5 separate regions of the Mus musculus genome follow, and all the other regions are linked to region 5. Evidence: chromatin contacts called from public HiChIP or PLAC-seq and promoter capture Hi-C data. All regions are on one chromosome and are shown on one strand. Each heading gives the region's core, a stretch centred on a gene start, on an enhancer-like site or on the middle of the called end of the contact. The rest is flanking DNA. Distances are from core to core; before and after follow the strand shown.

What was found. Promoter capture Hi-C pulls out the DNA fragments that hold promoters and counts their contacts. HiChIP or PLAC-seq counts read pairs in DNA pulled down with a chosen protein or histone mark. Capture Hi-C pulls out chosen DNA fragments and counts their contacts.
Region 1: a contact with region 5 is called in an H3K27ac HiChIP or PLAC-seq map of embryonic stem cells, with 7 read pairs. The contact joins the promoter of Znrf4 here to the promoter of Mydgf in region 5. A contact is called at or near these places in 2 of 39 promoter capture datasets (embryonic stem cells and maxillary cranial neural crest), 3 of 484 Hi-C or Micro-C datasets (embryonic stem cells, granulocyte-monocyte progenitors and uterus), 5 of 115 datasets of contacts at active chromatin or transcription factors (embryonic stem cells, large pre-B cells, memory CD8 T cells and 2 more) and 1 of 9 other capture datasets (pancreatic islet).
Region 2: a contact with region 5 is called in a promoter capture Hi-C map of embryonic stem cells. The contact joins the promoter of Safb here to the promoter of Mydgf in region 5. A contact is called at or near these places in 15 of 39 promoter capture datasets (the 3T3-L1 cell line, 3T3-L1-derived adipocytes, the C10 cell line and 10 more), 4 of 484 Hi-C or Micro-C datasets (B cells, CD4 T cells, muscle stem cells and 1 more), 12 of 115 datasets of contacts at active chromatin or transcription factors (astrocytes, bone marrow-derived macrophages, cardiomyocytes and 9 more) and 1 of 9 other capture datasets (adipose tissue).
Region 3: a contact with region 5 is called in a promoter capture Hi-C map of liver. The contact joins the promoter of Lonp1 here to the promoter of Mydgf in region 5. A contact is called at or near these places in 11 of 39 promoter capture datasets (the C10 cell line, the HPC-7 cell line, cranial neural crest and 6 more), 2 of 484 Hi-C or Micro-C datasets (the C10 cell line and CD4 T cells), 7 of 115 datasets of contacts at active chromatin or transcription factors (astrocytes, double positive thymocytes, effector CD8 T cells and 4 more) and 1 of 9 other capture datasets (liver).
Region 4: a contact with region 5 is called in a promoter capture Hi-C map of neural stem cells. The contact joins the promoter of Micos13 here to the promoter of Mydgf in region 5. A contact is called at or near these places in 8 of 39 promoter capture datasets (the C10 cell line, cranial neural crest, embryonic stem cells and 4 more), 8 of 115 datasets of contacts at active chromatin or transcription factors (astrocytes, double positive thymocytes, effector CD8 T cells and 5 more) and 3 of 9 other capture datasets (adipose tissue, liver and macrophages).

Annotation. Positions count from the first base shown.
Region 1 is chr17:56,511,173-56,515,867 of GRCm38.p6, reverse strand. Znrf4 (zinc and ring finger 4) reads left to right here and starts at 3,385. Exons shown (of 1, transcript NM_011483.2): 1 at 3,385-4,620. The coding sequence starts at 3,563. The coding sequence ends at 4,546.
Region 2 is chr17:56,582,333-56,586,670 of GRCm38.p6, reverse strand. It overlaps Safb (scaffold attachment factor B), which reads right to left and starts at 1,689. Exons shown (of 21, transcript NM_001163300.1): 1 at 1,321-1,689. The coding sequence starts at 1,509. Safb2 (scaffold attachment factor B2) reads left to right here and starts at 2,086. Exons shown (of 21, transcript NM_001029979.3): 1 at 2,086-2,397; 2 at 3,600-3,687. The coding sequence starts at 2,227.
Region 3 is chr17:56,624,451-56,628,988 of GRCm38.p6, reverse strand. Lonp1 (lon peptidase 1, mitochondrial) reads left to right here and starts at 2,086. Exons shown (of 18, transcript NM_028782.2): 1 at 2,086-2,508. The coding sequence starts at 2,116. It overlaps Catsperd (cation channel sperm associated auxiliary subunit delta), which reads right to left and starts at 846. Exons shown (of 22, transcript NM_175350.3): 1 at 739-846. The coding sequence starts at 800.
Region 4 is chr17:56,607,542-56,611,977 of GRCm38.p6, reverse strand. Micos13 (mitochondrial contact site and cristae organizing system subunit 13) reads left to right here and starts at 2,207. Exons shown (of 4, transcript NM_153152.4): 1 at 2,207-2,338; 2 at 2,955-3,132; 3 at 3,286-3,340; 4 at 4,137-4,436. The coding sequence starts at 2,310. The coding sequence ends at 4,234. It also overlaps a transcript of Rpl36 not described here.
Region 5 is chr17:56,181,459-56,186,144 of GRCm38.p6, reverse strand. Mydgf (myeloid derived growth factor) reads left to right here and starts at 2,225. Exons shown (of 6, transcript NM_080837.2): 1 at 2,225-2,406; 2 at 3,430-3,480. The coding sequence starts at 2,254. It also overlaps a transcript of Tnfaip8l1 not described here.

The sequences.
Region 1 (4,695 bases), core at 2,136-4,635, 330 kb before region 5:
CCAAGACTGTACAGAGCGCTGCCATCAGCCCCCTTACTGAGAGATTCAGTACAGTAAGGGGGCTGATGGCAGCGCTCTGTACAGTCTTCACCCAATTCCCAGCATTCATCTGTGGGGGGAGCCGCAAGGGCAGAAAGGATGGGTGGAAGGCATTGATACACAAACATACCGGCAGTGGAGCCAGGCTGGCTGGAATGCCTGGTCCTCCTGCCTCAGTCTCCCCAGCGCTGGGCTGAGTGGTGCACAGTGCTAAACTTGGTTTCCTTGGCTTGTCCGGAGGCTGCATGGGGCCACAACTGGGTCTTCCTACCAGCCTGCCCCAGCATCTTATAATATCTCCATCAAGCACCAGGAGGTAGATATCCCCGCCCCCCGCCTGGGCTAAGGATAATTTTCAGGCTGGTACTTGTCACCCTACACCTGTCTTGAGCTTGGGGGCAGCTTCTAAGAGGCTGGGAGAATCCCAAAGGGATTCTCCCAGGGATGAAGCTGGGGGCGTAGTCAGGTATTCCTGCCACTGTGTCCCTTTAGCCTGAGAATGTCTATGCTGCAACCAGGAGACTCCACTGTTGGTCTTGTTTTGTGGGGTGCACGAGTCGGGGAAGGGGAGCACACACACAGTGTATAGATTCGATGTCTCTCCCCTCTCCTGCTTCCCGTTTCTCTCAGTCCTTTGTTCTCCGATCCTTTCCTCCTGGACATCTGTCAGGGTCAAGATCCATTGGAAGCTGCACCCTCCTCTCTGTGGTCCCTCGATGGCCTCTGTGGCACCTAGTTCCTGGTGTTCACTCCCCGTGCGCAGTCCCCTCCCTGTGAGTGTGAACTGGAGTGTGAATGCTTCTGACCAATAGAATAGGGTAGAAGTGATGTCACTTCGGGGACTATGTTACCCCACCTTGCTGACTCCCGGATATTTTTCTCTATGATTGCCACGTTCTCTGCCCTCCGCATTCCATTCTGTGTCTGTCTGTTCCCACCCTCTCCCACCTCCACAGTTTTTGTTTTTTCTAAAATTTCTGGATTTAAAATGTTTTGTTGTGAAATAATTCTAAACTTAGAGGAACTAACACTCAGGTTGTGGGTACCCCTTCCCCTCACCACACGGACCCCAGCTGGACAGCCAGATAGCCAAGCAGCTGTGTTCCCACTTCACCAGGAAGTTACCTGATTTTTCTTTCACAGGGTCTTCATCTGCAGTCCAGACTGGTCTAGAACTCAGAGCAATCCTCCTGCCTCCACTCTCCCAGTGCTGGAATGCAAGAGATTCACTGCCCTTTTGGTACTGGTGGGCTGAATATCCCAGGACCTTTCTACATCTTCACACTTCCTGAGTGTCTCAATTGAGGCTCTAACAATTTGTCTTCACCCAGGACTCAGTCCCTCTGCAGATTTCTGCCTCCATTTCTCATCATCTCCATGTTCTTCCTCTCTGGGGACCTGTTTCTGTTGCCTCTTGGTAACTGTTGTGGCTACTGGTCCTCTGGGCCTACATGTCTGCAAACTGTAGGTGCCTAATAACATGTGAGGTTGAAGCCCCCTGGTGATGAGCAATGGGGGTGGGGGTGGGGGTGGGGGAGGATCAGGTAGCCTGACTATGTTCCCAGGAGCAATTTGTTTTATCTGAAGTCTGTGAGCGCCCACATGTCCTGGCACACAGCAAGTGCTGGGACCTGGGTTTGAATCCCCAGAACCCAAACCCAGATCTGAGGTCCCTGGCCTTTAGGGCAGCCCAGCCAATCAGCAAAGCCCTGTCTCAGAAAGGGAGGTTGGGGGAGGCCAGAGGCTCCAGGATCAGTCTCAGCTTCCATAGGTCTGCAGGAGTGTGAGGCAAGAGGATGCTTTGGGTTCATGGTCACCTGGGTTACAGCATCCAGAGAGATGGCAAGGACAGAGTGACTGACAGGGGTCATGGAGCAGGCCTTGGGCCTGATATGCATTTGGTGCTCCATATGTCCTCCTGTGGTGGAGCCTGAGTCATCCCAAACCTTTGTGATGTGTGAGCCAGAGAAAACCCGGCACTAGGGAGGCAGAGGCAGGAGGATCTCCATGAATTCCAGGCCAGCCTGGGCTACATGATGAGCACTTGTCTCAAGAAAACAGAGAGCCGGGTGTGGTGGCACACGCCTTTAATCCCAGCACTCAGGAGGCAGAGGCAGGCAGATTTCTGAGTTTGAGGCCAGCTTGGTCTACAAAGTGAGTTCAAAGACAGCCAGGGCTACACAGAGAAACCCTGTCTCGAAAAACCAAAAAACCAAAAAACCAAAAAAAAAAAAAAAAGAAAGAAAGAAAGAAAGAAAGGAGGAAAGAAAGAAAGAAAGAAAGAAAGAAGGAAAGAGAGAGAGAGAGAGAGAGAGAGAGAGAGAGAGAGAGAGAAAGGAAGAAAGAAAGAAAACAGAGAACAATAACCCAGCAAAACCAGGACCTTCCCTCTAACCAGACCATGTCAGGTCTTTAGTCATAGTCTGGGGACTGACCTGGGAATCCGAAGGACAGTGATGCTGGAAAAGAACTGAGTCCCACTTCCTTTGCACCCAAGCAGAGACAGCGCATGTCCCTGCCTCTGAACTTCAGTCACAGCTGATTATGGCGGGAGCACTAGTCACACCAAACAATACGAGAGCCCTGATTGGCCACAAGGAATTGGGGAGCAAGGTTCAGAGGGGGCAAGGCCTTTCTGAGGGTGGCACAGTAGAGATACAGAGATGGCACTGAGCAAGATGCCAGGCATCTAGTTCAAGGAAGGCAAAGAATCCTTGTAGTTGTTTCCTTGATCTCCTCACTAGCATAATAGTCCTCAATTGTTACTGCATCCACAGTTCAGAGCTACAAAATGACACTGCACATGATGAGGACCTGTCCAGACAGGAGAGAATGGATCCAGGTATCTCCATGGTATCAGGTTGGGGAGGGGAAGGGAGTTCCTCAGTCTGTGTGAGTTTTGGGAGGGTGGATCCCCTTACCAAAATACAAGTTCCTATCTCTTCTTGAGTTTTATTTGTCCTCTGGGGTAGGCATACTGAGATGAGCCCAGCCAATCGGAGCCCCGAGTCCGTATGGCCACGCCACAAGCCCACAGCTGACGGGAGCAACAGCATTCTGCTTCCCTGGGGTGGTGAGAGGCTGCTCTGTCAACGGGAATCCTATGCCTGAAGTCTACTGTTGTGCTCAGATGCCAAGTTAGACTCAGTTTCCCTGTTCATGAACTGACATCAAATGAGGCGAATGACCTGGGCTCCTCTGGGAATGACCTAAGTCAGGGATCAAGTAATGCTCCACCAGCCACCAGTCTGCAACAGCCAAAGGGATTTATGACAATGACGTCATAAAGGTCGGAAGCGTCCAGAACCCCGAGGTGTCATCCTCAGAACTTGTCTCCTGGACATCATGTGGGCTGAACTGTCGCCGGGAGCCTCTTCCGCTTGAGGCCCCCGAGTTCGGCCACAGTAGGCGCCGCTCCCACCCGGCCACGGGATCCCCGCGTGGCTCCGGAGATGCCCGAGGGGCTTCAGTACCGTCCCACCAGGGACTCATCGGAGCTCGGGAGCCGGAGGTAGGGACTGCCATGGCGCGGTTTGCGTGGACCCGGGTAGCCCCAGTGGCCCTGGTGACTTTCTGGCTGGTCCTGTCCCTGTCGCCCACGGACGCTCAGGTTAACTTGAGCTCTGTGGACTTCTTGGACCTCCCGGCGCTGCTTGGGGTTCCTGTGGACCCCAAGAGGGCACGCGGATACCTGCTGGTGGCCCGGCCGGCCGACGCCTGCCACGCCATCGAGGGCCCCTGGCCCGACAACCACTCACTGGACCCACTAGTGCTGGTCCGGCCCCTGGGCTGCTCCTGGGAGCAAACAGGGCGGCGAGCACAGAGAGCTGGAGCCACAGCAGCCTCAGTGGGCCCTGAGGCCCCAGGGCAGCTGCGCGAGTTTGAGGACTTGGAGGTGACCGTACGCTGCGACCAGCCAGCCCGCGTGCTGCTGCCTCACGCGGAACCCTGCCCCGACCCCGAGTGTCACCCTGTAGTGGTTGCATCCTGGGCGCTCGCCCGAGCCCTGGCCCTGGCCGCATCTACGCTGTTCGTGCTGCGGCAGCTGTGGCCGTGGGTCCGGGGCTTGGGTAGCCGGGGCACCGCGGTGAAGACGCAGACATGCCAGAAGGCACAGGTGCGCACGTTCACGCGCCTCAGCGACCTGTGCGCCATCTGCCTGGACGACTACGAGGAGGGGGAACGGCTCAAGATCCTGCCTTGCGCACATGCGTACCACTGTCGCTGCATCGACCCCTGGTTCTCGCGCGCCGCGCAGCGTTCATGCCCCCTGTGCAAACAGTCAGTGGCCAGCACTCACGACGGTTCCACGGACGGCAGCGTAGGCGGCGAGGAACCACCCCTCCCCGGACACCGCCCGCCCATCTGGGCCATCCAGGCCCGGCTGCGCTCCCGCAGGCTCGAGCTGCTAGCCCGGACAGTCCCCTGCCGTCGCTGCAGCAGCACCACGTCTCTGGGGGTGGCGGAGAACGTGGCGCAGTCAGAAGCGACTTCCGAGCTCTCCTGACCCCAACTGACGCGGGAAGGGCGGAAACCAGGCAGGGGAGGTTGGGGGTGCCCAATAAAGCGTGTTTGAATCTGGATAGTTTCCCGCTTTCCTGCACTGCGTTGAAGGAACCAGTGGAGCTGGACACGGCCTCTGTGTAGCCATGCCAA
Region 2 (4,338 bases), core at 440-2,939, 400 kb before region 5:
CAGATGACAATGTCTGAAAGCTAGAGGGGACAGCTTTTCAAGGTGTAACACAAACAAAGTCTGCTTTCTAAGGTGGAGTAAACAACTACAAAAGCCAAAAGGGGGCCCTGTGGAGACTGAGCTTGTTTACCTGGACTAGACTGCAAGCCAAGCAATGCCTACCCTACCCTGAAGGCAAGCTACTACTGCCTTGATCTGAGGACACTCAGAAGAGGTTAAAGGTCTTCCTGACAGAGAATCTAGGCCACAAAGGAAGGCAATAGAAATGAGCCTCTTTCTCAGGGGGCTCAGTTTGAGGCTGGAACTAAATCCTCCGACTCCCACCTGACCACACAGAATGGAGTGTTATAGCAGTTGTGTGGCAGATGGTTCCAAGGGCCTCTGCAATATTGGGCAAGCATGTTACCTCTGATCTATGTGTCCAACCCCTTTTTTTTTAAAAAAAAAAAGAGACAAAACAAAAACCTACTATGTTTTACAGAAAGGCTTTCACGCATCCCAAGATGGCCTCAAACTTAGGATCCTTCTGCCTCCACCACTCCCGGCCTTAGGAAGTATTTGGGATAAAACTTAGGGTTTTGTGCATGCAAGGTAAGCACAATACCAAATGAGTAGCACACTACCAAATGAGTAGCTCTTGGACCTACTTTATACTTTGAAAAAGGCTTAGCTAGCCCTGAACTCTAATATTCAGGTTGGTTTGGAACTCCTCTACAGCCCAGGTTGGCCTTGAACTCACATCTGACTTACCTTTATCAACAGAAAAAAACGTTCTTTCCTTCCATCTCGTATCTTCCCCTAGCTTAGTTCTAGCAAAGAATTAGAAACAATTTATTTTTCCGCTTTGTTTTTGTTTTTTGTCTCCCTGGGCTACCTACATCCTCCGGCTGTCTGCGAACTCTGAGAGTTTCTCATGTTTCATCTCCACCACCCCTGCCCCCAACGTCACTGTGTCTTCCCAGATTAAAAGAAAAGAAAAGAAACAAAAACCACCTGTTCTGCCTCGGGGGCCGAAAAGGGACTTGGGATCGAATCCCGCCACAAGCTGACCCCACTGGATGACCTTGGCCGAGTCCCCTTCATCCCCCTTTGGGGTTGGGACTAAGCAGTACAGGGAACGCGGTGTCATCGATCCCCCGAACCCGTTCGTGGTGTTATTTCCCTCTGGTCGCATCGCTGGGGGCGTCGAGATTCGAATCCTTGCACCCGGCGCCCGCGGAGCCCCAGTATTAGCGCCCAGCGCGAAGGCCAACGGGCCACTCCGGGCCCGGCGGTGGGTGTCGCCATGGCGACCATGGGGTTCCCCCCCGCGAACCTCACCTTCTTCAGCCGCTCCATCAGCACGCTCTTGTTGCCGCTCGAGTCGAGGTTCCGCTTCTTCAGCTCCGCCCGCAGGTCGATCACCCGCAGGTCGCTGAGCCGCCGCGTCCCGGTCTCTGACGCCGCGGAGCTCACGGCCGCCGCGCCCGCCGCACTCGCGTCTCCTAAACCCGACAGAGTCTCCGCCATTCCAGGGACCCTGGTTCCGTCGCCCACTTCACACAGAACCGGGTCAGTGGGTTTGCGTGAGTGTGTTTTTTTTTTGATTTGTTATTATTATTATTTTTTTGAATCTCGGCCCTCTTACCACAAAATGGCGCCGCCTGAGAGGGAACCGCTTCAGCCTCCCCGGAGGCGCACCTCGACACTGCGCAGGCGCCGCCGGCGCGAGCCCTACGCTCTCAGACGCCTTTACCCAAGCGCAGTGTGCGCGGCGGCAGAGACGACGTAGGCGCGCCTCGCCGGCTCGCGCTTGGCCGCGGACCAAGACGCATGCGTGCTACAGGTCGTGCGCCTGCGCATCACTGTCGGAGCGCTGGCCGTAGAGCGGTGGCGTGCGCAGCCGGGCAACGCTGCGAGAGGCAAACGGGGGTCAGTGAGCGTAGCGAGGCGGTGCGCGTGCGCATTAAAAAGAGGGTGGCGACGGGGCCGGGGGGGGGGGGGGGAGGGGGGGCTTACGACCGGTTGCGCATGTGCACTTGTACCCGCGAGGCTCGAGACTGCTTTGGCGTGCGACCTAGGAGGTGCGTCAGAGCTGTGCGCCTGCGCAGCCGCAAAGGGAGGCGGGAGGAAGCGAGTGCGTTTTCCTCTTCGGCAGCGCCATTTTGTACTACCTCCGAGCCGCCACAGCTGGTGCCAGCGAGTGGAGGGGGTTCCGGAGCGAGTTGGGAAGTCGCGGAAGCGAGGATGGCGGAACCCGGGACCGGGTCGGGCGACCCCGCCTTTGGTCCGGGCGCCTCGGAGAGTGGGACGCGGCGGCTCAGCGACCTGCGGGTGATCGACCTGAGGGCGGAGCTGAAAAAGCGGAACCTGGATACGGGAGGCAACAAGAGCGTGCTGATGGAGCGGCTGAGGAAGGTGAGGGAACCCGAGTGGCGCCGTGGACCCGGGCACGTAACTGCCCGCGCAGACTCGGGCCGGCCTTCCCACCCCGAGCCCCCCCCCCCGACTTCGGTCTGTGCTGTCAGTTACCGAAGCAGCCGAGGCTGTGTGACCTTTACTAGTCGCTGCCCCTCTCTGTGTCTCGCCTCCCACTTGCCCCGGGATTTGCAGGAAGCCGGGCCTTGTTGAGTAATCGGGTGGCTCTGGGCACGTCTCCATGATGACCTTGCACCTGCAGCTGTCTTTTCCGCCACCCTAGTTTTACTCTTCTGGGGAATCTATCAGTCAACCCCACTGTTGGCGGTGCCCAGTGTCTCTGCACAGACCATGTTCGCTCCCAGGTCCGGTCCCCTCGCGCTTCCCTGGTCTTGGAGCCTAGTTGTCATCTCGAGTCAGCGTAAGATGTCACTTTCCTCCCCCTAGACAAGAAGTCTTGTCTACTGCCCTTCAGCGCTTGACACAAGCTTGCCTCTGTGGAACAGGGTCCTTGAGGGTTAGGGACTCCTGATTGGCTGCAAGTAGAAGGCGCCAGAATACTTTGAGGGAAAATTGGCCAGCGCTTTCTTCTTCGGTCTATGTTGTTTTTCCTTATCAAAAATCAGCGCCTCCCCTCCCACGCAAAACTTTTTTTGGAGAGCTACTGTGGCCCAGTGTGGCCTTGGACTTGCTGTGAAACCCAGACTAGACTTCAGCTCTTGGTCTCCTGCCCCCCCTTTTCACTTCCAAAATGCTGGAATTAAAGGTTTGCTTTGTTATGGGAGGCCTTTTGAGCGCCCCATTCAGCTCTTTGCCCTGCCTGAATCAAGGACAGGTTTCCTACCATCATCCCTGTGTTTGATGAAAGAGCACACAAGATGAGCGGTCACCAACCCTGATTTGGGGTTAATACTTGGATTTTATTCTATTTTTTTGTCTTGGGTTGGGGATTACATCTAGGGCTACAAGCTGCCAGGTCATGTATGACCACAACCTGCTGACAGTGACTCTGCAACCCAAGCTTTCAGCTTCCCTTTCTCTAGGTTTTGGGTCTTGAGCAGGGAAGGGGAGCTGGCTGCTAAATGTGGTCTTAAGCTAGATTGTGAACACTTGCAACTGCAAAGTTGCTTCTTAAAGAACACTTTGTGTCAACCCCTCCTAAAAGATAACTTTATTTAAAACTTCATACTCTTTCCCATCAGGCATTTAAGGAGGAAGGACAAGAACCTGAGGAGGTTGGAATCAGCTGGGGAGCTGTGAGCAAGAGGGCTGTAAAGAGAAACACCAAAGGTACTTAACTGCCTGTGCTTGACGCTGGGCCTGGGGAATGGGTGTCTGCTCTGCTCTGTGTATGTGTAATATGCATACTTAGATGTGCATGTGTGTGGGACAGCCATAGTGTCACATTGTGTCCACCTTAGGTTTTGTTTTTGTCTTAAGGTTTATTTTGTGTGTGTGTGTGTGTGTGTGTGTGTTTGTGTGCGCGCTTGCCTGCATGTGAATGCACATGTGTTTGGTGCCCACAGAGGTCAGAAGCAGGTCTTGGACCCCTTAGAACTGGAGTCAGGAATGGTTACCAGTCTCCATGTGATTCCTGGGAGCTGAAGCCCATCCTGTATGACAGCAGTTAGTGCTCTTTCTTAACCGCTGATCCATCTGTCTACATAGTGATTTGGCTGGGCTGCTGACCTGTGAGGACCAGTGTCCTCCATCTTCAAACCCCAGCACTAGGATTATAAGTACCCTCATGCCCAGCTCTTCACGGGTGCTGGGATTGAGCCCAGGCCCCCAAGCTCAAAACAAGAAATGTTTTTGCCAGCTGAGCCATCTGCCCATTGCCCTGAAGTCAGGTTTTACCAGTGGCTTCGAGGACAGCTTTTCATCAGCATTCTAGGCTGAGGCAAGAGAATGGCCAATTCCAGGTTGGCCTGGCTACATGAG
Region 3 (4,538 bases), core at 837-3,336, 440 kb before region 5:
AGCCCTTAAATACGCTCTCATCCCTGGAAGAATACAGCAGACATCCCACTGCAGTAGTCTCCAGAGATCATTTTGTCCATATTCATGGCTGTCTGAACCCTCCTCTCCACCTCTGCCCCTTTTGTCCCCTCAGGCTGGTGACCTCCGGGGAGAAAAGTGGGAAGGAGGAGGGCATACAGAGACATACTTGCATGTTAGCGATCAGAGACACTGCTCACCATGGCACTAAGCACAGCATACTTCCCAACATGCACTCAGCCTCAACAGCCCATGGCACTGCTGCTGAGCCAGGTAGGGATGGATGGTGGGACAGATTGCAGACTGCACAAGGAACTTAGGTTTGACGCATGTCCAAAGCCCTGGCTCCACACCCAGAAATGGATTTTAGTGATTTGCTTGGGAGAGATATGCCAAATTTGATTTCTACAATTGGGCTGGAGGGTATGCCTGGGCTCCAACAAGAACCAGCCCCATTCCTCCTGTCATAAACCTCCCAGCAGGGCTGGAGAGATGGCTCAGTGGTTAAGAGCACTGACTGCTCTTCCAGTGGTCCTGAGTTCAATTCCCAGCAACCACATGGTGGCTCACAACCATCTGTAATGGGATTTAATGGCCTCTTCTGGTGCGTCTGAAGACAGCTACAGTGTATTCATATAAATAAAAAAAATAAAATTGAAATATCATTTAAAAAAAAAAAAAACCTCCCAGCAGCAATCCAACCCAGTTAGGCAGTTGTACCGGCACAGTGTGTGAGCCCTGACCATGGTGGCCACTGCTGCTGCTAGCATCAACACCAGCATCTTGCCTGGTTCTCCACAGCTAACACTGCTCTTCAACCGCCAAGCTTGAGAAAGTGTCTGAGCATGCGTGAGGTTAGGCCGCTTCTCTCCTACCCGCCTCTTGTCTGGGCACGCGCACCAGGTAAGAAGGCCACTAGCAGGACCTTTTGGACGTGTCGGACAAAAGCCCGGTTAGGTCTACGCAGAGGAAACTGGAAGGAGTGGGCATGCGCAATATGGAAGCAGAGCTCGCACATTTCAAACCTGAAAATTACACCCAGGTTCCCAGATCCATAAGTCAAAATCCAAAGCATGCCCAAACTTCAAGGAGGTCACCACAGCACTAGCATGAGCACACGTGGGTGTGGAAGCAGAGCTTTGGGCATGCATCAATCCACTCCCTGCTTTGTGGAGCCGGAGCATGCACACGGGTCTCTTGGGACGTGTCCTGGAAGCTTCAGTGTTTTGGTAAGTGCCTCACGGACCACTGACAACAAAGGCAACGCTGAGCAGGCGCACCTGCGCACGGCCTTTAGCATGCATACTATACGAGAGGCAAAAGCCCTCCAAGCACGCCTCCTCCAGTGTGGAGTGAAGATGCCACCAACTGCGTAGGGAGATGTAGTAAAACCTGTTGTTGTGTATCAACAAAGAACGCTGAAAAGACTAAAGTTAAAGGAGGGGTGCGCTGTACTTTTCTTCCGATGCCTTCAGAACACAGAATTTACCCTGTAAAACCTTTTTGATGGCAGTAGAAAAACAGAACGCAGTACTAAGGTACAGCTTGGACAGGACAAACCAGTAGTTGTAGGAACTGGGAGGGGCCACGCTTCTTCCAGGCCCCCTTCCTAGAGCGATGCCCCCCGCCCCCTCCGCACAAGCTCCAGTCTGGAGTCACCGCTCTGGCCACGCCCCTATGTCAAGCCCCGACCTTTGAGCCCGCCTTCGGCCATATCCCTGATTCCAGTTCCTCCAATCCCTGCCTGGTGGAGCGCCCCCCATTCGGACCACACACCAGTCCTGCTTTCTCCGTCATGTTTCCTCAAGCTTACTACACCTCTCACTTTTTCATCCAGATCCTCAAAGTCCTCTCTAGAACATCCTTCATCGGGCCACGCCCCCTTGCCGTCCAACTCCAAGCCCCGCTCTGAGCCTTGAACCACGCCCCTACTCCGCCCTCCCATCCCCAAACCCAGTCTCCCTCTGACCACGCCCACTCACTCACCTTATTCAAGCTCCGCCTCTCCAGCCCGAAGCACGCGAGCGTCATCACGTGCGCAAACGGGGGGCGAGCAGAGATGACGTAAGTGCGGTGCGCCGTCAGTATGGCTGTTCCATGGCGGCGAGCACAGGCTACGTGCGGCTCTGGGCCGCTGCGCGGTGCTGGGTTCTGCGGCGGCCGCTGCTGGCTGTCACCGGAGGCCGGGTCCCGAGCGCGTCCGGGTCGTGGCTGCGCCGAGGATGTCGGGCCTGCGACATGTCAGCTCCCTGGGGCGGCCGCGTTCTTCCCGGCGGGGTCCAGTGGCGGGGGCTGTGGGACTCGGGCAACCGCGGTGGCAGCGACGAGACCTCCGAGGGCGGTGCGGAGGACGGGGCCACGGCGAGCACCGGGGAAGGCCCGGTCGTCACAGCGCTCGCGCCCATGACCGTCCCGGATGTGTTTCCTCACCTGCCGCTCATCGCCATCACCCGCAACCCTGTGTTCCCGCGCTTTATCAAGATCGTGGAGGTAACCAGAGCCCCCGCTCCCCTGCTCTGCTAGCGGGACCGAGTGGTCTCTCAGCTCCCTCGCGTCTAAGAAACTTTTGGAACCGCACTCCTGCTTGTCATCGCACCACTCTGAGGCAAGAGGATACCACAGTCCTTGGTGGCTCACTTGGACACAAATTCTTCCCTTTTTCTGGTCCTTCAGGACCCGAGATAGTGAGTGTAGAAATCCCAGGCCGACTAGCAACAGAGTATAGTTATTTCGCTTCCATCCTGGTGAAAGTTTTGTAACGCCTTCTCAGCCTTGTTCAATGGTGTAGAGTTTATTCATTGAGACAGCCTTATGTATCTTTTGTCTTGAGACATTCTCCTTTTTCACACCCTTAATTACCCGCGTAATGTATCGGGCATAGTTGTGGGGATACAAAGTTACAGGCTTTAGGTATTACATTGTAGGAGTAGGAGAAAGGCCGGAATTACTGGAGTCTGAGTGGTTTACCAAAAAAAAAAAAGGGACAGGATTTTTTTTTTTTCCCTGACACTGTCCCTGACATCTTCCTGGTATTTACCCCTAAAAAGAAAGAAACTTCAAACAGCCTTTTAACTAAGGGAGGAAAATTCCACTGCAGGAAGCTGATCCCATCTGATCCTTTCAAATTAGCTGGCCATGAAGAGGGAGGGAGAACAGGATGATGAAATCAACAGAAAGCAGAGACTTTTAAAGGGGAATTTTCAATCTGCCATCTATTCCCCTATGTCTTGAGTTCACAGAGAGCAGTGGTTATCAGTTAACCTACTAGCAAGGTCATACAGTGAGTCACAGCCACATCACCCGCAGGCCCCCTCCATTCTCTTTGCCCTGCCAACCCTTGAAGGGAAGTGTATCAGCACAGATGTGGGGAGGGTTAAAGCGAGCTCCTCCACCTACCTCCACTCCCATGCTTCCAAGGCCCATCTCACGTTGTCTGTCTGGTAGAAGGACACACACATTTGCCAGATAACTTCTGTAGGGTAACACGGCATCATCACCTATCTACAAGTTGCTCCCCAGGGCCTTAGTTTTCCTCACCTGGGAAATGGACATAATAGCAGTTCCTGTCTTGGAATCAGAGAACTCTTGTGGAACTCACACAAACTGTATGTAAAGGCTATTTTGGTTTTGGTTGAGGCAGGATCTCATGTAGCTCAGGCTGCCCTTCTAGTTGCTGTGTAGTTGAAGTTGGCTTTAGCTCCAGATCTTCCATCTCTTTAGCTTTTGGGTAAGAAGTGCCTCATCTGGTCCTGAGTGACTGAGTTATAAGTCTCTGCTGTTTGCTGCTTGGAGGGGGTTTCCTCATACCGTGATGCTCATAGGACTTGTTATGCCTGGCAGGCTCTAGTAGTGTAGAACTGCTCTGGAGGCCCATTCTGTATCCTCTTTATTCTCAGGGCTTCTCAGACCAGGGCTGCCCACACCTGGTTCCTTAACCCTACTGTGGAGACAAATGTGTGCTGGGGCAAGAACAAAGAGATGCTTCTTCCAAGTGAACCCAATGTGCCATTGGGAGCTAGCTGTCAAGGGTGTGGTGTTGAGACAGTGGTGTGTGCTTTCCTGTTGGTATCACCTCATAAAATGACCAGAGTCAGGGAGAAAAAGATGCTGAGACCCATCACAGAACACTTACCTGGGAGCTAGTGAATAGTTGTTTTTTTATTTTTTTTTTGTTTTTTGGTGCAAAACTCAGCTTTTGGTCTACAGCCATCAGACTCATGTGCTGTCTTTGGCTCTGCAGGCTGGTTAGGGTTCTGTGTAGACTGTTTGCTTATCATGCACGAGGCTCACACAGACCGGATGTAGAGTCAAACACCTGTCATCCGAATGCTCAGAGGGTAGAAGGAGGAATCTTCCGATCAGGAATTCAGGGTTATCCAAGGCCAGCATGAGTTGCTGTGAGGAGACACTATGACCAAGGCAACTTTTAAAATAAAAGTTTTTACTTGGGGCTTGTTTATAGTTTAAGAACATCAAAGTGGGGAGTGCAGTGGCAGGCAGACATGGCACTGGAGTAGTTG
Region 4 (4,436 bases), core at 958-3,457, 430 kb before region 5:
GGGTCTTTTACGCAAGAGGGAGGGGAAATGAGCAGGACCTGCTGTCCAAACCAAGGTGGGGGTGGGGTGGGGTGGTAGAACACAGCAGGGGCTGGACTTGAATGCAGGAGGGAGGCTAAACTTGAGTGGGAGCTGAGGGCAGAGACCAAGAAGGGCAAGGGCGGGGCCTAGTATCCAAGAGGCAAGCCTCTGGCCCATGGGGAGTAGGTATTTCTTGATGCCCAGGGCGCCATCCTCCAATGTCCCCCTATATTTGCAGGTACACAGAGTATTTTGCTGTATCTCTATCACTGCAGTTTCTGTTAACAAGCACACACTGAAAGGTATATTCCTGTTGACATTTAGCCAGGGAAGAAACAGCCTCAGGTCTGGAACAAGTTATAAGGAAGTTGGATGAAGAAAGTGCTCTCAAGTTCTCCCATTCTTCCCTCCCACTCACACTCACTTCCTACCCCCATCCCAGCCCTGCACCCACACACAGGGAGGCTCGCCTTCCGTGTGTGAGCCTTAGTGGGACATAATGAAGATGTCCTGCTGCCAACATCCTTCCTTCTTCCTCAGACCACTCACTCTGGTCATTCTGGGAGTGGGGGGAAAACAAAGCCCTGGGCCCCTTAAAGGGTCCTCCAGGAGCCAGTCCAAACTGCCCAGTCTGCTCAGCTTTGTCCCAGGTCCTGGGCCTGTGCACTGGCTGAGTTCTTGCTTGGACGCTCTTCCCTAAAACTTACTTCTTTCAAATCTTAGGTCCAAAGATACACTGTCTAAGCGCTACTGGCAATGCCACATGCTACCTTGCCATGTTCTAGGCTCCTCTCACCCATTCTTAGTCATGAGGGTTGGTTTATTTTAGTTCTGGGTGAAAAGGAGAAAATGTCACCATAGACACTGGACATGTCTGTAAAAGCAGGAATGAGGAGGCCCAGGCAGGAGAATTCAGCTTTGGTCCATATGAGTTCCAGACCAATCACGTACAAAGAATAAGACCCCGTCTAAAAAAGAAAAAAACCCACAAAGCTGGGTGATGGTGGAACACACTTTAATACCAACACTTAAGAGGCAGATGCAGGCAGAGCTGTGAGTTCGAGGCCAGCCTGGGCCACAAAGTGAGTTCCAGGACAGCCAGGACTGTTAGACAAACCTTGCCTCAAAACAAGCAAGCAAACAATAACCAACCAAAGGCAAACCAAACCAAACCCAACACAAAAATAAGTAATAAAGAAATAAAGTTGTGTGTGGGGGGGGTCTTGTGTATGGTTGAATCGGAATGACCCCTACAGTTTCATGTATTTGAATGCTTGGTCCCCATTTGGTAGAACTGTTTGGCAAGGATTAGGAGATAAGTTTTCTTGGGGCAGGGGTGACAGTGGTGTGGACTTTAAGGTTTCAAAAGCCCACACAATACCCTGTAGTCTCTTTCAGCTTATGAGCCACAATGTAAGCTCTCAGCTGCTGCTCCAGCGCCATCCCGGTTTGCCTGCTGTCATGCTCCGCGTTACGATGGTCATGGTCCTCTGAAACTGGAAGCAGAAAACTTTTCCTTCTATTGAGTTGCCTTGGCCATGGTGCTTTGTCAGGACAACTGAGAAGTAATTAGGACAATAGGTCTCCATAGACAATTACAAGGCATCCATGCATCCATGGTGCACATCTGCTCAAGCTCACCTTGCAACCGAACAGGGATCTACATGATGTCCACTTGGCCGCTAACCCCTCCTGCGGCACTTCGCACCCCAGTGTGGCTCCTTGTACTCCGGACCACCCACCGCCAACCCGTTCTCACATGACCCCAAGACTTCTACCCGGCAGGGATCCTCCAGCGCCTTGGCCTTGGCAAGTCAACAACCTTGGCAAGCGTCCATCTCACAGGCCATCTGTAGCCTCTCCAAGCTTCCTAGGTTAGAGCCACACCCCTAACCGCTCACGTGAACCAAAGGCCTGCTTCTCTGGAACAATCCAGCCCTCGCGTTGCCGTGGTAACCATCACTTAGGCTTGCTTCACCTGGGGGACACTCAATTCTCCGCGCGGGCGCGGGGAATCCGACCAGTGTCTTCCGAGGGCTCGTCTCTGTCGTGCCTCCAGACTACATTTCCCAGGAGCCTTCGCGGCCTAGCCCTTCTTTGGTCTTCCGCCTAACTAATACATTTCCCAGAAAGAATTGCGGCAGCCACGGACCTCGACCTACAAGAGTCTAACTCCATTGCGGCTGACAGCGACCACTACATTTCCCAGGAGTCTCAGCAGCGACACCAACCGGAAGCGGCGGGCGAATTACTTGTCCTTGCGCGGCGAGTGAAGCGAGAGACTAACCATGGTGGCTCGAGTGTGGTCGCTAATGAGGTGCGTGGACAATCGTGGAGGCCCTGAGAAAGTTCGGGGCTGTAGGCATCTCTGCCTCGTGGCTTAGGGTCCTGCGACGGCTCACTTCCGGTTGTTACGGACCTTTCTCACGGTCTGTGTAGGGAAACTGGCTTCAGCCAGCCCTTATCACCCTACTGCTTCAATTTACTCTTAGGTGCAATTCAGATGCGTAGGCAATCCTGCCCATCTCCCTCCGTAGCTGACTTGAGTAACTTGCGGGGAAGCTCCGCCAGACACCCTGGAAGGTTTTGTACCAGGGATCTTGAGTGTCCATTATCCTTTGCAGGGTTTCGAATGACCCACCCTGTCTCTCTTTAAGACTCCGTTTACTGCTAAAAGTCGTGTCACAAAGGCAAATGAAATGATCAACTGGCCGGGAGTGGTGGCACACGCCTTTAATCCCAGCACTTAGGAGGCAGAGGCAGTCGGATTTCTGAGTTCGAGGCCAGCCAGGTCTACAGAGTGAGTTCCAGGACAGCCAGGGCTACACAGAAACCCTGTCTCGAAAAACAAAACAACAACAACAAAAAATGATCAACTGTCTGATCTCTGAGATCCTGCCCCCCACAGCGTCTCCCTTCATGTATTCCTGAAGGTTCCTCATTAAGGGAAGTGTGGCTGGAGGAGCAGTCTACCTTGTTTATGACCAGGAGCTGCTGGGGCCTAGTGACAAGAGTGAGGCTGCCCTGCGGAAGGCCGAGGAGGTTGTGCCACCAGCAATGTACCAGTTCAGCCAATATGTGTGCCAGCAGACAGGTCTGGAGATGCCACAGGTACCTTGGCTGGGAGTGGGTGGCCTACAGGTTGCTTCTGGGTGTCCTTGGGGCCTCCTCCACCCCTGCTTGGTGGAGTTTTGTGTTTCTGGGTTTGGGAGACAAGGCTGTGACCTGTTTCCCGTGTCAGCCCGTGTTCCTCTTTCTTCCCAGCTCCCAACCCCTCCAAAGATTAAATTTCCAAACTTCCGTGATTCCTGGAACTCAGGTAGGCCCCTATGCCCCTGCTTGGGGGGATGCCTGGGCACCCCAGCCTCTCTCCCAGCCCTGTTTACCTCATTGACCCTTTCTACTCCTCCATGTTTTCCTGTTTGTGTGCCTGTATATCACCTATGGAACTAAGTAGAAAGGACTGGGTATGGTGGCCCATGATTGTGACTTTAGTATTTGGGAGGCCGAGGCAGGAAAATTGTAGTTTCAAGGCCAGCTTGATCTATAGCCAGGACTACACAGGGACATCCTTTCTCAAAAATAGGAAAAACAAAATACTTAAAAAAACCCTAAGGGGTTGGGGTTGTAGATCAGTGGTAAAGATCTTTCCTAGCATGCATAAAGCTCTGGGTCCTGTCGTCAGCACCCCATAAATCAGGCATGGTGTTTGTAGGTCTGTCATCTCAGCACTCAGTGCAGGCAAGAGAATGAAGGATTTCAGGGTCATCTTTGACTACATAGGGAATTCCAGGCCATATGGGATATATGAGACCTTGTCTCCACAAAGAAAAGCTGGATATTGTTATACACACCTATAATCTCAGCACTGGGAAGAGCTGAGGCAGAAGGACTGAGAGTTTGAGGATAACCTTGGAATATATTAGTGAGATGAAACCTTTTAAAACAGAGCATAGGGAAGGGGTTGTGGTTTAGATCCACACTGGAACTTGTCCATCAGGAAAGGCTAGTCCCATTCCTCCTCCATGTACTGCTCTTGCACTCCCCAGGGGTTGGCTGGCTGAGTGGCTCTGGCAAGGTGGGGACCTTATGGCACCTGTGTGCTGTCTCTGCAGGCATCATCTCAGTCATGTCAGCCTTGTCGGTGGCCCCCTCCAAGGCCCGAGAATACTCCAAGGAGGGCTGGGAGTACCTCAAGGAACACAGCAAGTAATGGATGCCACCTGCCCCAGCATTATGGGGGTCAAGACCAGGATGGCAGAGACATCCCAGTGGGGACCTCACTCTGAGGGCAGCTTCCAGCATTGCTGGCCCAATAAAGGACTTGGGAATGGTCCCCAGCCGGTTTTCTGGTGGGGGGGGGATGTAGAGCCTTTGCTTTATGGGCAGAGTCCTGGCTAACAGGGATCTCTATG
Region 5 (4,686 bases), core at 976-3,475:
CCCTCTGACCTCCACACGGAGGAAATACTAGAAAAGATCAACTGACAGTGAAAGAAGAGGATGGGAAGTGACCAAGAGAGCAAGCGGGCGGTGTGAGTGCTTGGATGGAAGCCCAGGGACAACATAGCTCTGAAGTGGGACAGTGTCCCTGCGGAAGGGCATTCTGGGACACTCGGGCCCAGGAACCACATAGCTCTGAGAGGAAGCCTCCTCAGCAGAGGTAATGGGGCTCTTCGGGGAAGAAGGTATTCCCCCGCTGAGCTGTGGCACTCAGGGGCCTCGCCCCATCTCTGCTTTTTCATTGCCTCTTTTCTTCTTGGCTTCTGAGGAGAGAGTCACACCAGGCAGAAAATATCATGAAAGAAATTTATTGAGGAGTTCAGGGACAGCTGCCCTTTGTCTCCCAGGAGCAGACAGCTGGGAATTGGGCCGAGGGGGCAGTGCTTGGATTTCTGAGAGGGGCAGAGATGTCCAGGTTGAGGATTGGTGGAATTTCCAGTGCTGAGCTCAGGGGAGGCTCAGTGATTGGTGGGCTTTTTTTTTTTTTTTTTTTTTTAATGGGAATCTCAAGGGACTAGTGGGTTTTCCTGCTCAGCGATTGGTGGCTTTTTTTTTTCCCACCCCCTTTCCCTGCATCAGGCCCATGGCTAAGGGTGGAAAGTCCTTTCTGGCTGCAGCCAGCTTTTGCTGAAGCGACATCTCTGTGGGACTGCTGGGGGTGGGGTAGGCTGGGGAGGAGATGAGCCACTGTGGACAGCTCCTGTGAGGGCTGCAGGCTGAGATGTCACTGGTGCTGCCACTTTTGACAGCACTTGTGGGACACTTTACTGCAGCAGCCCATAGGCTGGGGTGGAAAGGAGGACCCCGCCACTACTCTGATGGCTTTTGTGGTGCACCGCTCAGGGACTACAGGAGGACTGGGATGGGGCAGGCTAAGGTGGCATCAGCAGCCATTTGAGAGGAAATGAGGTACTTGTAACTAGATAGAGGATCACTTAGCCGTAGAGTCTAATTTTAAGATACTTATTTTCTGTTGTGCAAGGCTGCTTGCCCCAATTCACATGTAGTGAGAACAGCTTTTAGGAGTCAGTTCTACCACCATCTAGTGACCAGGGCTGAAGTCATGGCTGCAAGCCCTTTACTCACTATTCCATCTCGCTGGCCAGTGGAAAGATGGGAAAATTATTCAGCAGCAGAGGGCTGGCCAGGCATGCTCTAGGTCCGGTAACAGCATAGCAACACCTGTGACCTATAGGAAGCTGCAAAACCGGAAGAATTCACTTTTAAAGTATTGCTATTATTATATTATTTTCATGTCTGTCTGTGTACCACATGCATACCTGGTACCTGCAGAGGCCAGAAGAAGACATCGGATCTCTTGGAAATGGAGTTAAAGTTGTAAAGCACCATGTGGGTGCTGGGCTTCAAATCTTGGTCCTCTATAGAACAGCCAGTGCTCTTAATTGCTGAGCCATCACCGCAGCCCTCACAATAAAATATTTTTGAAAAATATGCCGGGAAGTGGTGTCGCACACCTTTAATCCCAGCACTTGGGAGGCAGAGGGAGGTGGATTTCTGAGTTTGAGGCCAACCTAGTCTACAGAGTGAGTTCCAGGACAGCCAGGGCTACAGAGACCCCCCACCAAAAAAAACACAAAAAACAAACCTTAATACACACACACACACACACACACACACACACACACACACACACACACACACACATATATGTAAAATATGTTACAAAACAAAAAACAATCAACAGGTGGTGGTGGAGGCCTACGCCTTAATCTCAGCACTCAGGTGGCAGAGTCAGGCAGATCTCTGAGTTCCCGGCTAGCCTGGAGAGATTTCCAGGACCTTGTCTCGTCAAAACCAAAAAAATAGGACAAATAAAAGTGAAATAAACCATATTTATTAACAAATGGATAATCTAACAAAATTAAACACTGTCAACCCCCATGTTGTCCTGAAGTGAGTCCGGGAGCCCATTTAAGTGAGATATAAAAATATCCGGGGGGGAGGCAAAAGTTACCTGCAAACTCCAACCCAAACAAGCGCCAAGACGAAGTCGCCCTCCAGGCATCCGCGAGCGTCAATCAGAGGCGCTGTAGTGCATCACGTGCCAAGTCGAGTCCCGCCCCACCATGGCAGCCAAATCGGGCGGGGCGACGTTGTCACCGTTCGGCGCTGACGTGTCCCGCGCGTGTCACTCCACGTTCGCGAGCGCCTGCGCATTGCCCCGGAAGCAAGATGGCAGCCCCCAGCGGAGGCTTCTGGACTGCGGTGGTCCTGGCGGCCGCAGCGCTGAAATTGGCCGCCGCTGTGTCCGAGCCCACCACCGTGCCATTTGACGTGAGGCCCGGAGGGGTCGTGCATTCGTTCTCCCAGGACGTAGGACCCGGGGTACGTGCTAAGCCTCCTGCCCGGGAATCGATGCCTATGGACTTCCGATCAGGTGGTCCTGGAGACCGGGTGGAGTGGCAGAGGCAGGGTTACCTGAAGAAGGGACCTGGCTGCCTCGTCTGTCTTCTGTCAGTCACTCCCTACCTGCAAGGCGACTTCCCCTTGCCCATCTCATTGTAGAAAAGGGAATACTGGTTGATAAGAGCAGCGGATCTAGGGGACTGGCTATACAGGTCGCACGTGGGTTACTCACTGAACCCGGACTAGAGCGGGAGCACCCCCCAAGCCTTACACGAGTCCATCACCTCTCCTTTCAGCGAGCCAGCAGTCAGCCTAGCCTCTGCCCGCCCCAGCTTGGCTTCTGGGACAGCGGTGTCCCTAGTGACCATTTCTTGAGACCATTACTATAGTCCTGTGCTTTCTGGCAGGTTTGTGTTGTGGGCAGGAAGCAGTACAAGCTTGTATCTAACAGGAGCCCCGAGTACTGACCTCATAGGTGATGTTCTAGGGATGATTGCTGAAGGCCATTTGACCTTCCTAGGAAATCACAGTGATTTGAGCAAAGTTCTGAGCTCCTGAGAGGAGAGAGATCTGGTGGCCTCTGGAGGGTGTACTGAGGGATGGAACCTAGAGTCTCACATCGGCAGAGCCAGGGTTCTGCCCCGCCCTAGGCAGGGGCTCCACCCCTGAGCCACATCCCTAGCTCCTCATTAGGGGATTCTAGGTGGGACTCCACCCCTGAGTCACCCTCCCAACCCCTCACTGCTGGATTCTGGACAGGCTCAACCCTTGACCTTCTGGGCAGGGGCTGATGTATATCTCAGTCCTTTTTGATCTGTTTTACATCGGGACAGCACCTTGCTAAGTCACCCAGGCTAGCTTATGTCCCAGTTCCCAGTTCTGCGTCAGCCTCCTGGATACCAGAGATGATGTGCATACAGGACCATGCCCAGTATGCTAGGGTCTTGGTTCTGAGTATTGAGATCTTTGCTCTTCAGCCTCCTTTTATTTCTCCTTCTACAGAACAAGTTTACATGTACATTCACCTACGCTTCCCAAGGAGGGACCAACGAGGTAAGTTCCTCAGGGTGTCACACGACTGGTGTCAAGGGAAAGTGGCCAGACTCCCGAGGCTCTAAAGTCCCAGTCCCTTGAGCCTGAAGGACTTCTAGTTGCCTTGGCTTCCGCCTAATGGAATCAGCAGCCCACAGTGCTGATCCCTGACTCTTAGTCTATGTGTAATCAGTGAGCCACCAGAGCCTGGGACAGTCCTCAGGGCAGCCCGTAAGCTGGCAAGAGGGCCGATACCTCAGCAGCACCCAGGGCATCGAGGTGAACTGTTATGAGGTTAGCTGCCTGTCCCACACACAAGTTAGTTCATTCAGTGGAAATACTGGTGTATCCAGAACCTTGGACATGCATGTTCTGAGCAGAGCTTTCCATAGGAGCAATGAGTGGAAGTGTCTTAGTGTCCACGGATGGGCAGGGGTACACAGCACCTCAACAGTTGGAATATCACACACCCGTGAACAAGAGCGTTGCGTATGGCATGGAGAGGGTTAACAGCCCTGCTCGTGGCATCGAATGAATGAGTTTATTATGTACATAGCAAGTAAGGAAAAGAAATGGAGAGGCTACAGACAGCAAAACCATCTTCAGTTAAGTACTCAATGAGCAGAAACCAGCATGCAGTGACCACAGAGGCCCAAAGTGGGCATCGGATCTCCTGGAACTGGAGTTACAGTTGTGAGCCACCATGTGGTTGCTGGGAATCAAAGTCAGGTCCTCTGCAAGAGCAGCCAGTGCTATAACCACCGAGCCATCTCTGCCGATCCTTGGTTAGTGAATAAGAAGAAACCATCTGAGGAAGCAAGATGGCAGTCAGCTGGAGAGCCCATGGGCAAGCCCCTAGGACCTAGCTCCCAGCCTATCCTCTCCCCTCTAGGCAGGGTTTTTAAGCACGTGTATGTAGTTGGATGTGTGGGTGTATGCGCGTGTGTTTGGCTCTCTGATGTTAGAGGAGCTTGGGTTATTGAGTGGTTGTGAGCTGTCCTGTGGGTGCTGGGGACTGAGCCTGGGTATTCTACTTAGACTCAGTACTGCTGTGATGAGTCACCATAACCGAAGCAGGCTGGGTGGAGGGTGTGGATTCAGGCTGCACCTCCATATCACTGGCATCATAGAAGGAACTCAAGCAGGGCAGGAACCTGGAGGCAGGAGCTGATGCAGAGGCCCATGAGGGTGCTGCTTACTGGCTTACTCCTCATGGCTTGCTTAGGC